2 separate regions of the Mus musculus genome follow, and region 1 is linked to region 2. Evidence: chromatin contacts called from public HiCAR-type data. All regions are on one chromosome and are shown on one strand. Each heading gives the region's core, a stretch centred on a gene start, on an enhancer-like site or on the middle of the called end of the contact. The rest is flanking DNA. Distances are from core to core; before and after follow the strand shown. Region 1 holds the start of Zfp704 (zinc finger protein 704). Region 2 holds the start of Zc2hc1a (zinc finger, C2HC-type containing 1A).

What was found. HiCAR-type assays count read pairs that join an accessible place to other places.
Region 1: a contact with region 2 is called in a HiCAR-type map of astrocytes, with 4 times the contacts expected there. The contact joins the promoter of Zfp704 here to the promoter of Zc2hc1a in region 2. A contact is called at or near these places in 2 of 39 promoter capture datasets (the 3T3-L1 cell line and pre-B cells) and 1 of 115 datasets of contacts at active chromatin or transcription factors (astrocytes).

The regions. Positions count from the first base shown.
Region 1 is chr3:9,608,775-9,611,606 of GRCm38.p6, forward strand. Zfp704 (zinc finger protein 704) reads right to left here and starts at 1,311. Exons shown (of 9, transcript NM_133218.2): 1 at 496-1,311. The coding sequence starts at 945.
Region 2 is chr3:7,502,129-7,505,002 of GRCm38.p6, forward strand. Zc2hc1a (zinc finger, C2HC-type containing 1A) reads left to right here and starts at 1,298. Exons shown (of 9, transcript NM_173181.3): 1 at 1,298-1,399. The coding sequence starts at 1,384.

The DNA.
Region 1 (2,832 bases), core at 61-2,560, 2.1 Mb after region 2:
GAGGGGCAAAAAGCTCGCGGAAACCAAGGTCTAGGTTGTTGCTGCACAGGCTCCCAACTCCTTCACAAGTGCCTGTGATGGAACCGACCAACAACTGTTCTCAGGTGAAAGGAGGTGTTGCAGGTTGCTGGCTAGTTTCCAGAAGCTTGAACAAGAGAAGGAAGACTCCTGCCTCCCCAGAGCAGAATAAAATATCAATGCCAGGCCGATCGGGGCTCCGACCTCGTCCAGCTCCCAAGTTCCCCACCCTGCCCAGAGAAGCGCTCCTTCCTTGCCTACCGGCACGCGGGACCACGCATCCGCCCGGCCTCTGAGCACCGACAGGCCGCCGGGCGCCGCTGAGCCGCTGAGCCGCTGAGCCGCAGTTCCGCGCGCTGCCCACCGCCGCCTGACACACCCCTCCCGGCCCGCGCCGCTGCGCTCGGCCTCCCCGGCGCCCCGGCGCCCCGCCGAGCCCGCTGCGCCCCCCACCGATCCCCGGCACCTCGCACGCACCTTCACCGCGCCTCGGGCGGGGCCCTTGGGAAGCGCACGGCCGGGTCCGAGGGGCACGAAGCGCTCCTCAGCGTCCTCGTCGTCCTCGTCGCCGTCCACCACCTCGACAACCACCTCTTCGTCCTCTTCCTCGTCGTCGTCCTCCTCCTCCGCGACCCCTCGGGGCTTCTCCGTTACCCGCCCGCGCGTCCTGCGCCTTCGGCCCGCGCCCTCCTCGTCCTCGTCCTCCTCGCCCAGCAGCAGCAGGACCGGCGACGAGGCGGCGGCAGCGCGCGAGGGGCCGGTCCCGCGCGGCGGCGGCAGCGGCGGCCTCCAGCTTCCCGGTGCGGCGGCCGGGCTGGGGCCGGGGGGCGGGAGCCCCAGAGCGGCGGCCTCGGGGGCGGGAGCGGGCGCAGCGCCCCCGCGGCGGCTGCCCAGGCTGGGGCGCTTGGCCAGGCGCCTGGCCTGCATGCCTGCGCCGGGCTTGCGGGCCGGAGCGCCGGGCTCCTCGCGGGCTGCGGCTGGGCCCGGAGACGCGCGGCTGCGGGGCTTGCGGGGCCGCCTCCCGGGCTGGCCGCCGCTGCTGGCTGGCAGACGCGCGGACGCCGCCTTCGCTGGCCGGGCCCGCGGGGACGCCGGCGGCTACGGCGGGGCGGCGCGCCGGCCGCGGGCGGGGGTGGGTGTGAGCGAGCGCGCTGCTCCCGCTGCCGCTACCTCCGCCTGCGCCTCCCGGGAGCCGCGGGCTGCGCTGCGCTCCATGCGGCCGGCGGCCGGGCCGGCGCGCGCCTCTCCGGGCCCTGCGCCCGCGCGCTCAGGGCCTACCGCGGTGTCCTGGGCGCGAGCTGTTTGTGTCGTGTCTTCACCGCCTCCCCCTCTTCCCCAGTCCTCGCTGCCTTCCTGGTCTCCGTTCAGACAAAACCCGGACTGGATTTTTTTCCCCAGACCCGCGCTCTCTGAAAATCTGCCGGCTTCCCAGCAGTTGGCTGGGACACTGAGGCCACCCTTGCCCCTGGGCCCATGTCTCCCTCTGGTGGGAAAAGCGTAGGTTTAGACGGCAGGAAGGTGTTTGCTTAAGAGATTTGCTCAAGAGTGGTTCTCAGATGGCGACCACTGGTGCTCAAGTGGAGTTCGACCAGGTGTGCCAACCCCAGGTTTGGGGTCAGTTCCCAGCCTGAGTCCTCAGTCATGGAGATTCCTGCAACATTTCCCTGGCCCTCTCTACCAGGTTCCTTTGAGCACCAGGTTGTAGGCCTTGCCTCATGTTCTCAGCTCTGTGCAGGTTTGGCCCTCCTATGTGTTTCTTCCAGTTTCCACCTGAGGTCCTTACCTGGTGATATGATATGGGCCGAATTCCAAAAGTGTTCTTTCTGCTCTTGGTTTGGTCTACTGGCACTGTCCCAGTCTAGAGAAAGCAACACACCAAGTGGTCAAGATTGTTATTTCAGCTTTTTATATATGTAAGCTAGCAGAAGGCCAGTTTGCCATGTTATGAATGACTGCTGCTTTCGGAGGGAGTAAACCAGACATTCTGCATCCAGATCATGCCCCTAAATTCTATAGGTTTTGGCTAGGGCTAGGAGGGCCTTATTCATCAACAATTGAGTAAAAGGGTGTCCACATGGCCCATTGTTCTTGGAGATTGAACATCACGTGGCTTGCTAGACATGTGATGGGGCTCATTAAATGTTTATTTGGGGTACCTTCCAACCGCTAAAGAGGGATGAGGACAAGGATTCTAAAATGAACTTTGTCCTCCCAGAAACTGATCACCCGTCCAGAAAATGCCTGTTTTAAGTAATCACATCCAAAAATAGTGGTGTGTTTTAAAGCCACCTTGTTCTCACTTCCTGTGAGGCACTGGCCCACAGGTCCTGTCCGTCCTTTCTGAAATGCCTTTCCGTCAGCCCTTCCTTTCGAGTCCCAAAGCTCTGCTAACACCTCCCCACAGTGAAATTGGAAGTGCGTACAGTCTGAAGAGGAGGTGTGCACACATGCAGGTGTGCACACATGCACTCCCTGCCCCACTTCAGATACCACCCCAGAATTTATCTCCCTCAAAGTGCATTCAAAACACACCGTTTCTAGTGAACTTTTCATCTGTAAATATCCTGTTCAGGAAATTAGAATGAGCAAACCTTGTTAACTGGAGCATTGTAATTTATGGGTGTGTCTTGGATGTAGCTAGACCCTCCCAGAAGCAAGTGAATTGTTTCCGTGAGCCTAGAAAGAGTAGCCCCAGGCAAGGAGCGAAGCTGCTCTCCTCCAGATTGAAGATAGTGGCTTGGTTGATCTCATGAGATGATTTGGAGAGAGGCAGCTAAGTATATGGGTCTCTGGCAGAGGTGGGCAGGTGGCTCA
Region 2 (2,874 bases), core at 48-2,547:
AACTTGCAATATGCAAAGTAAATGTCTTCTTTATTTTGATAATTCTTTTTGTGTTCTTTTTATTTTTTTGGGCATTCTTATGAAAGCTGTCCTCAACCTCATCTGATTTTGTCTTAGAAGCATGGCCAGGGGACTGGTGGTGGCGGGGCTCTCTACACCAATATAGGGTAACTAGGTTGGTTGCCTGCATGGAGGTCCCAGAAACTCAGAAGTCAGGGAAGCCCAGAGCAGAACAAGGAAAGGACTCATGAGATAATTGCAGAATGGAAGTTTCTTATACTATTCTGTACCAGACTCGGACTCTACGGTCTTCACACCCACTGTGAGCGTCTTCTCACAGATAAGACCTCTTGGCGTTTGCTTGTTTAAACAAAATCAGAGAGTTACTGACATATTTAAGTGTATACAGAATTAAGACAACTTTTGAATTAAACTGCTCAACAAGAAAACAGTGTAAGACTTGTTACGAACAAAATATATTGATAACTTAGTAATGGACACCCCAGAATCAGTAAACAATATGATTGGTTTATTCTTGCTAAGTAAAATTTTCGAAGAGTTTTAGTAAGGGTAAAATGTGTTAGACTGTGAAGCAAAACCGTTTGAGTGGTTGGATTCCATTTTGACTCTGACAGAAAGACACCTTTGTGCCTTGATAGGTTAGCTTCCCAGTTTAAAGCGCTCAGTACAGTACAGCCTTGATGAGATGCAGAACTGCAGTTGAGGGCAAGCATAGTGCTGGCCAGGGAAAGATTGTGCAACGGGGAAGTTTCATTTCTAATTTCGGGCCTAACTTTTTATAGTTAGAAAACTGTTTCAGAAGTTTGGCGCAATCTCAGTTCCACAGTCCCATACAGAAAATATGACTTACCTAGGAAACAATGTCTTAGCCCATAGAGCTGTGTCTGAAGAACAAGGCTAGAGGATGTTGCTTGATTTAAAAGGGCAGTGAACACGGGATGGTGCTGGACCAAGGCCCCCTTATCTTGTTACAAGAGCTCAGAGGGACCTGTTAAAAAGACATTCTCTTACTGACTGGAGATGAGGAGCTCCGAGATGCGGAGGCATTCTAAGCTGGAAAACAAGGTGTGAGCCTAAATGTGGCTGAAGTGGAACAAAGGCGTGTAAGGATCTCGGATTGCCAACAAAAGTAGCTGCGGTTTCCAGGGAGGGTGGTTGGAAAAACCTTGGTGGAAGGAGAGTCCCTCGGGAGGTGGCAGAAGGCGCAGCCCCGCCCTTAGTAGCTCCGCCCCTGTCACCCCGCCCCCACCCGCGCGGACCAATAGGAGGCCGGGATGTTAGAGTGTGGGAGGTGCGGCCGTGTTGCTACAGCAGGAACTGGGCGGCGGCGGGTGCTGCCTGCGGAGCCTGAGGCGGCGCGTCATGGACGGACTGGAAGGTGAGACGCGAGGGGGATGCGACCGCGGGGCTCCAGCGGGCCCGAGCGACCGGGGCCTGGAGTCTGGGGGCAAGTGCGGCCGGCCGGCCGGCTCTGCAGCGAGGTCCCCGCGCTCGCCGACACCCGGGGCGGAGCTGGCGGCCCCTTACGGGAGCGGTGGCCGCGGGCTGCCCGCCGGGCACGGTGCTCGACTTCACCGCGGGGTTGGAGCCCCCGCGTCCTCACTTCTGCAAGGCCTAACTACCATGTCGGGTCCTTTCTGGACCCCTGAGTTTCCTGTGGGCACTAGGTGTCTCTGGTCGAGTCTTATCTTTGCAAAGTGTATTCTTGGTTAAGGTTCGCGACGCCCGGGTCGCCAGCTCTTGCTGACCCCTCAGGACCTGCCCTGCCTCCAGCGAGCTCTGGACACACACCTTGGACAGTCGTAGGTCCATTCCTTCCATTTCTACCGCACCTTGCTCGGAGAGATGCCGGAGCATCTCCCAAGGAAGTGTCCCTGGCGAGCTCTACAGCAGGGACAATAGCTTCAACATTAATGGTTTATTCACGAGGACGGTCTAGGGAAAAGCCAGCTTTGCTTCCTTATCTTCACTTTATCCTGGTGCCTTAGCCATGGCTTCAGATTTTGTTTTGTTCCCAGTTCTTTCCCTTTCTTCATCCATTTTAATCCCGCGCTAGGACAACATTTCACTTAAAAAACAAAGGAAGGAAGAAAAAAAAAATCTTAACAGTGGTGACAACAGTTTCAGGATTTAAAAAGACTAGGGATCTTTCTGATATACAAGCTTTCAGAAAATTTGGATCCTGCTGCCTTAAAATAGTTTTTTTTTCTCTCTTAAAATTGTTTCACCACTTACTGTACTTGGAATGAATAGGGGACTTGATCCCTTCATTTTCTTGTATTATAGATAGTCAAATATTTCAGGACATGTTACGAAGTTAACAGTGGTAACTGATAACTCTTCCCCAGTGATTTAAGTGTACCAGAAAGAAAATATAATAATATGATTATGAATTTTATTTCACAATGATATTTTGCAGTTAAGCTTTCTCCAAACATCTTGAAGGTGATAAAGAATTCTAATAGATCATTTATGCTGCAGATTAGCTGTGAAGGTCTTGCTTGGTGTACCACTCAAATTAACATGAAATGAGAAATTGTAATGACAGCATACCTTTCAAAAATCTCCTATTTTTGGATACCCCTACAGGCAACTCATTTTAGTGATTTACAACTATACTAGTATAGGGACTGTATAGAGAATAGAGTTGAAACATAGGTGTGAAGACTTTACAACGCTATCATACTGCATGAAGAGTGTTTAAGAATACTTCCCAGATTTTTACTGATCAATATTTACAGTGAAAGAAATATTCATCCAATGTTTCACTTATTTATCTATGCATGCAAAGAATAAAAAATTGTCAAAGTTCTTGCTATCTAAATCAGAAATTTAGGAGAAATAATCGAATAC